2 separate regions of the Mus musculus genome follow, and region 1 is linked to region 2. Evidence: chromatin contacts called from public Hi-C data. All regions are on one chromosome and are shown on one strand. The core of a region is the stretch at or near the end of the contact, and the rest is flanking DNA. Distances in the headings are between cores, read along the strand shown.

Region 1 (3,914 bases), core at 943-3,442, 320 kb after region 2:
ACTTCAGCACCTCCAATCTGCAGTGTTTCCTCCTCCATATTCTTCTCCTTTTTGGCTTCTTTCATTCTTTCAGGTTTTAGCTTTGAAAGCTATCACCAGGCTGGTGCTCAGTCAGTAGAATTTGTTCATGGGCATGAAGAGCTGAGCTCAGTCTCCAACACCCACATCAAGTCCAGACACACATCAAGTCCAGACATTAGTTTGTGTGCATATGAACCCAGTGCTGTAGGAGGAAAGAGAGACAAAAGATCCCTGGAGCTTGATGGCCAGCCAACCAAGCCAACAACAGTGAGGTCCAGGCTCAGTGAGAGACTCCGTGTCAGGGGATAAGACAGAAAGCAAGAGAACTGTGCACAGATGTCATCTTCTGCCTCCACATGAACATAGAGAATGCAAACACGCATCCATATATCAAAGTTCATGCACATGTGTGCAAAACACACACACACACACACATAAACACACACACAGAGAGACAGACTTATACGAACCCTCATACCCACATTTTCATTTCTCCCTTTCCCGAAGGACTGTTCTCACCATCAGCCTCCAGATCTCATGACAAATCTCACACTGTAGGTGGCCATGGTCACACTGTCTCAGAAGAACCAGGATGCTGAATATTCTGCTTGCCGTTACACATAGAGTAGTCACGGTCTAGACTCATTCAATGAGCAGTCAGCTGATTCCTCAAGCGGTTTTGCATTCACTAAGGGTGTGTTCTTTTTCACCTTGTCCCTCTTCACCTTTCACAACATAGAAGAAGAGGGAAACTCACTTTTTATCATCCACATTGACTCTGATAGTAAGTCAGAGTCAATCATCCAGGCCCCCACAGGCAGGCGAAGGAAGTACAGTAGACCACAAAGATCAGAGGGCCTTTTGGGTGAGCTCACAGTCTGGGTCCTGAGGAAAGGGTGAAGTTGTAAGGAGCTCCCAAGGCGGTGGCTAGGCAAAAGTTCCAACAGGGGGTGCATCTTTGTCCCATAGCAGTGCTGAGTCTCTGCAAGCAGCCTGGACTTCTCTCGCAGTAGCAGTTTGAATTAAATGTAATAAGGCCCCGCATGGGAAGAAGACCTCGAGGGGCTGGGACAGAACAGGCGTAAGGATCCTTACACTTCAGTTTTTCTCCACAGGTCATTGCACTTCAATACCCTCATCCTCTGTATGTGGCTTTGTCGGGTGCGGGGCTGTCATCTCTATTTCACAGAATTCAAAGACAGCTGAGTCAAAGCCTACTGCACATGCTCCTGCCTTTCTCTCTTCTGTGGGTGCTGTGTGTCTCCTCAAGCAAAGAGCATGCACATCAGGAAAGGCTGTCATGGCAACTCTGACACTCCCTTCATACTGACCCATTTGGAATTTTTCCTATTTAATACCAAGACATGGATTAAGAGGTTTGTTTGTCCTTAGATTTTCCTTTCATTTATTATGAGGCCAAGGAGTCTCTCAATAAAATATTCCACGGCCTTGAAATCCTTGGCTTTTCCCTGCTTTATAACATACATGACCACAGGCTCTGGGTATGTGGGTTTCCTGAGAGGCAGGCTGTTGTTAGCACTCAGTGGCCATAAATTTAAGTGTGCTTAGGTTAACTGAGTATCCTGTTAACATAATCATAGCAACAGCCAGCCTTTACCACAAGTATGTAAAAAGACAAGTTGTGTAAATATCGTTTGTGAATTCCTAAGCTGCGGGAGACTCATGGGAAGATGAAACAAATGGGAAGAAAGTGAAAAACGAGAGGCTGCTTCAGGAGTGAATCTGTGTGAGGAGAAGCCATGCACCTCATCACAATTGTCTCCAAAATTATGCAAGCAAGGAAAGGAGCTGTCACATCTCCTCCTAATTAAATTCATACATTTGTTCCTCTTCAAAAATGGCCACACACTCCATCTGCCAGTACAGCATGCTTGGTGTTTTCAGCCAATACTCTCTTGCTGAGCTGTTCATACCGAGTCGTGGGGCACAGAGGGGCTGAACTGTAGGAGCAGCTTTCTGAAGAAAAAGGGTAGAATGGTCTGTGTACATCTGAGTTATTTATCTTCATTTTTTGGTGATAAAAAAGATCAAAAACCACATGAAAGATAAACCATCAGAAAGTTTGAGCTGTAGGCACAGCACTGACAGGCTGAGGAACATTTTTAGTGGTATGGTAATTTGGTGGAAGCGCCGTGATTCTTTTTAACAGCTCATATTAAATCAGAGGAGTTGTTAACTACAGCCACTCAAAGAAAGCACATCCCATGAGCATGCTCTGCAGCACGAATGCTTAATCTGCTAGGTGCCTTTGTTCTGAGGTGCCGCCTGTGACGCAGAGTGCCCCTTAGACTGTCTGAAGGATGTGAAGGCAGGATGCCTTTGCCCACATGGGCTGCCTGTGTGAAGCTCACGAAGCCCTTGTCTGTAGTCCCAGATGCAGGGAAGCATTCTGTGTGGCTCCAACCCTCTTGCTCTCCCACAGTAACTCCAACCCCTTTTGTTTCAGGCCGGCTCTTCTCTTTTACTCATTTCATAAGCAACTGGTTTTTCTTAGTCTATCTATTCATTCCTTCTGCAAGAATTTGCCCTTCTCCAGCATTCCAAGTACCAGTCATCACAATTCCTTTCCTCAGGAATGAGCCGTTCTTGTTGTCTAACAATCTATGAGTAAATGAAAATTTCAGACAAGTGTGATTTTTTAAAATAATATATAGCACTGCAGTGTCTGTTAACTTTATTATTGCTCTTATTTTTGTTAATGTTGAAATCTATCGTACTTACTCTATAATTTTATTACTGAGTATTGCTTCTTGTAATTGTCATTGAAGGGTCAAGCGAACTTTCTCAAAGTGAGTTACGCACTATCCCATTCAAGGTTGCTTACTCACCTTGCATTGTTGTGTCTGCATGGCATAGTCCACCAAGTTAATGCTATCACCAGAAAAAAACTTGGTAGGGTTGAGTGCATTCAGAAACTCAGTACTCTCATACCTGAGGATAGTGGGGATTTCATCTACTCCTGAACAGGTTCCTGTCCGGGAACATGTGACCATGACACCCCATGGAGAGTACTGTGACAATCAGTCACTTAGTGACAGGGCCTGAAGCCCCTCCACCTCCACATGCAGATCCGACCAAGCCAGTAGAAAGCATCTGCTTTTAGACCCTACCCATCCCAAAATGTATATAAATAAGATCCTGTCCAAAAGGAACAAAACACACATGAGTTATTTCATCAAAGACTGACTGAGAGTGTCTGTTGTACAGAGCTGTAACACACTGGAGACGAGAATTCTCTCTGGAAGCTTTTGTTGCCAGAAGCTACTCAAGCTCAGCTGTGCCCTGCTGGCCAACTGAGTCCCACCGCACCACAGCAACTCTGGAGTGGCAGCAGCTGTGAAAGAGACCTGACAGCTCACCTTGATCTACCTCCCCCTCCCCTTTGGAGAGAGCAACAATTTGGCCACTCAAGCCCACAGGCAGAGCCCTTTAGATCTCCATGGATAGTGTCCAGTACACAGACCAGAACGTCCTCATCCCTATTCAGATTTAAGTTACATACATATTAGGATAATGAGGATTCCATACCATCTCTAGGAAATAGCTCAGCAGTGTGGGACAGGGACCCCCCCTCCCCAAGTTGCGTTTTTACCTTCTCTGGTTGTTGATGGGTCCGTTCTTGTGCAGACTCACTAATGTCATCAGTTGTTGAGAGTGCATGCTCGCAGTGCCTGTGCATTGCTCAGAAGACAGATTCTACAGCTCTTCTCCTTCCAGCTCTTATAAGCTTTCCACTCATCCTACTCCTCCCCGGAACTTTGGACAGAATGCCATAAACACCGTGTTTGGGGCTGGGCACTCAACTGTCCAGTTTAGCCACTAGAAAAAAAAAGGCTTCATTGATTAAATCTGAGAATGACAATTGTCTATGG
Region 2 (3,910 bases), core at 158-2,657:
AACAGTGTTTCAGACAACATATACAATCTTTAAAAAATTGCTGTGTAGTAAGCATAATTTTTAAAACAAAAACCAATAGTTTTTTTTTCCTTCAAAGTATGGAGGAAAATATAAGAAAAACCCAAAGGTACTGAGGCTTCTGAGGTGGCTGGACGTAACCTGGGTCAGGTGGAAGTTGAGTTGCTGGCTCTTCTCAGCACACACTGAGTGGCTGTCGACGTATTGGTTCAGACGAATGTGCCGGCAGGTGTAGATGTGTATGCTTGTGTGTGGAAGTCAGGAGTCATTCTGGGGTCGTTCTTTTGGTACAACCCACCTTGTTCTTTGAGACAGGGTCTCCTGCGAAGACCTATGGCTCACCAATTAAACTATACCGCTTGGCAGTGAGCTCAGAGATCTATGCTCACCTCTGTCTCCTTAGCACAAGGATTACAAATGCATCCCACAGGGCCTTGCTATTTCCCCTGGCTTCTAGGGATAGAACCAGGTCCTCATGCTTGCCCAGCAAGTACTTTATCCATAGAGTCATCTCCCAGCCCCCAACTTTGTCTAATTATGATGGAGTTCTGTCCCTTCAGTCTTACTTTGAAGTACCTTCGACTTCAGTGACAGGTGGTTTGAAAAGGAGCTTCAGGGGACCTTAGAATCTAGCAGAACAGCAAATTTCCCAGAGAGAATGACACTTCAAAAAAACCGATTAAAATGTATAAACATTGACACCTTTTCTACTTGAGGGGACAGGAAAGGGGGAAGGATTTTCTTATTTCTGGGAATTTAATCCAAGCTGCCAGCTTTGCTTTCTAAGAGCGCAGATAACATCCGAGCGCTGGAGCCTGCACTGCACATGCGGACAGGGAACTGCCAGAGGAACACCAAACTCTGGCTCTGGTGTGGCAGCTGACCATGGACCTGAAACAGGCATCTGGCCACTGGACAAATGCAGACAGAAGCACTGGACAAATGCCAGGCCCTAACTGGGTGTGGCAGCTGGCCACAGCCCTGGAACAGATGTCCAGCAGAAAACTCTCCTGCCTTGGTACCATAGTGCTGTTTGTATTAGACATGGTAGTTTGTGAACTAGGATTTTCCTGAAACAATCTGAATGGGTGTTCTAAAATTTTATATTCCTCTACGTACACCCACTTTACAGAATTCTACATTGGAATTTCCCATGAAAATATGGCTTTTTAACTGCATTTCCATGCATAAGTTTGCAACATCATATTCTGAGATGAAATATGCCTCCAAAGAAAGCATTTTTTCCCTCTGTAAGCCAGAAAGAGACTTTGATGCTGGGGACCTGTGAGGAAAGTCTGAAAAAAAAAAAGGGCAGGCTTTTGTACTAGGGAGACATGGATAGAGCTTCAGTCAGGATAGATGAGCACATTTCCTGTCAGTGCCAACTGCCGGAGGCTTCTGCCTCCCTTCCAAAGGGGCACTTGCAGACACTGCCTCAGAGACTTGGAGTCAAATGACCTCTGCCCTGGCAGGTTCCTGATTATTCACAAGCTCACCTCTGAGACTGGGCCTTGGAAACTGAACTCACTGGCATGGTCAGGGGCTGGGAGGTCTGATTTCATATTCTTGAAGAAAAGTATTCATATATAATGATCTCATAAGACAATGTGTTCCAGTGTAATGAATTTTCACTGTATTCACTCCTCAGAGACCTCCTTAAGGCCCCCCTTCTCTAGGAGTCTCCTTTCTATTCTGGAGTGGCCCCCCCTCTTTCATGCTTGCCCCTCAGCTGCTCCTTCTTAGCTGTTGATGCCACCCCAACTCAGGGGCCAGTGTCTGGGGAGGCAAAAAATCCCTTTTTCTGACTTCATTCCATGGCTGGGGTGCCTCCCTGACCTGCATGATAGCCAGCTCTGGTCTTTCTTGAAAGCAGAAACAAGGAAATTAGTCCACATCTCAGCACCTGGGGTGTTCCTGCTACAATATGATTAGATGTTGAGATTATTTCCAATGTCTCAATGAAATAAGTCTGGGGTGTGGGCATATTCAGAGTACTTAGCCAGAATCTCCATGGAGTAACAGTTTCATGAGGAGTATGTTTGAGAAGAACGAACGTCATAATGTCAGGGTTAGCAGATCTCATCTGTGTCCTAGCAGTTGGGATACTGAAAAGCAGGAAAACCACCATGAATTTGAAGCCAGATCACATAACGAGCCACAGATGACTCTGGACTAAAGAGTAAGGCCCAGGTGAGCTTGGCTACATCATTAGACCTTGTCACAAATACATTCAACAACAACAATAACAACAATAACAACAAAACACAAACATTTTAGAAAAAGGACTTCAGTACTACTTTTCTTTCCAACAGGGATGACTGATGCAGACTTCTGATAATTTCCCACATTGTTCAGGGTCACTGTTTTTCAGAGATGTAGCCAGATGTTTCATGCAGACAGTGGTAGAACATTCTCTCCTAGAGCTCTCCGGGATTCAAGGAGTTATAGATGTCAGCACACTGCTGAGTGCATAGCAACACAAACAGGATTTCTACATGAACTCAGGCTTCAGACCCTGGAATGTTCTAGAGAGTCAAATGTGTATATGCACACTCAGAACTGAACCTGGGGTCTCCATAAAATTTCTCACACTCGCTTCGTTTGAAATTGCCCTGTAGCCTCAGCAAACCTTGAGCTTTTGATCCTCCTGCCTCAGTATCCTGAGCAAGCTGGTCCTGTCAGACCTGCCTCCTTCTGTTTGGATGTTTTTTTTTTGTTGTTGTTGCCTTTGTAACACAAAATGACCTAGAACTCTGATCTTCCTGTCTTGTCCTCATCTAGGACCACAAGTACACTACAGTGTAGCTGGTGACCTTTCTCTAACCAATAAACCATCTGTCAAATGGAGCTGCTTCCTTGCAAGTGTGAGGAGTGAAAAGTTGTTGGCAGGGAGAAAGCGACCCTGTGTGAAGATGCTTATATCTGCTCTTCCTTGCAAGTTAGAAAGAAGAAGGCAAGTGTCCCATAGTACAAATGACCTAGGGCTTTGTGGGAAGAGGGTAGGAAGATAGCACCTGAGATACCAGCATGAACTTGAGGGCCCAGAGCCCCCCTCTCGCTAGCTCTGTAAGTATGAGTGATCTCTTAGCACTAGGTCCTCAGGCTGCTAATCTATAGACCAGTATGAGACACAGGCTCCCTGAGGTGGGCATGTGCTGGTGCAGAGCCCTTCCTCAGCATCACAGTAGGAAGGAAGCATGAGGTCCTCATGGTCTCTTGTGGAGTTCAAAGGCCAGAGAGGTAGGTGGACATGGTAATGTGGCCTCCTAGGTGTCAGTGGGAGTAACCTGGCTAAGGATTGGATGGAGCACTTCTTCTAAAGTGACTCTTCTGTGGCTCCCAGACAATTTGGGGCAGTTGTATTTAAATAAATAATAATAATAATAGTAATAATAGTAATAATAATAATAATAATAATAATAATAATGGATGTCCATCACATGCCAGACACTGAGCACTCTGGGAATGCATGGTCTTTCTTTATATCTGGGAGCTTCACACAAATTCACCAAATGACATTCCTTTGAGTTCAGTTTCGTGTGTCTTTGTATCCAGGAGATATTAATCTATGGCCAAATGACTGGGCCTTCATGTCCTCTGGCACAGCTGGCTCTGCTGGCCTGCTTCTCTGTATGGAAACATTTCCATTCCTGCAAGGCACCAGACTGAGGAACATGGGAAATCTTACACAGACCCTCTTTCATGATCACAGGAGTGATGCTGAACAATCAGGTTTCTAGTCCAAGGGGTGGTATTATCTCAGCAGGGAGAGGGAGAGAATGAACTGCATTATCTTGCACAATGTACCTCTAACATGCTTTGCCCCTGAGCTCTGAAGGCTCACATGTCCAAACGTTCCTGCAGGGCTGTTTCCCCTTCTCCTAGTTAGTAC

Evidence for each region. Hi-C and Micro-C count contacts between places; a contact is called where the count stands out from the background.
Region 1: a Hi-C map of cerebellum shows a contact between it and region 2, with 1.9 times the contacts expected there. The contact joins two enhancer-like sites.

The regions. Positions count from the first base shown.
Region 1 is chr12:27,976,494-27,980,407 of GRCm38.p6, forward strand. All of the region lies in intron 1 of Gm45941 (a long non-coding RNA gene), which reads left to right. Among named protein-coding and RNA genes, the nearest start is that of Gm31025, 7.9 kb to the right of the region's middle. Within about 2 kb of position 2,193, at least 36 of the 459 cell types and tissues checked have an H3K27ac peak or open chromatin away from gene starts, as enhancers often do. A contact at or near this core is called in cerebellum, where this site is marked.
Region 2 is chr12:27,656,809-27,660,718 of GRCm38.p6, forward strand. No RefSeq gene overlaps it. Among named protein-coding and RNA genes, the nearest start is that of Gm4166, 61 kb to the left of the region's middle. Within about 2 kb of position 1,408, at least 7 of the 459 cell types and tissues checked have an H3K27ac peak or open chromatin away from gene starts, as enhancers often do. A contact at or near this core is called in cerebellum, where this site is marked.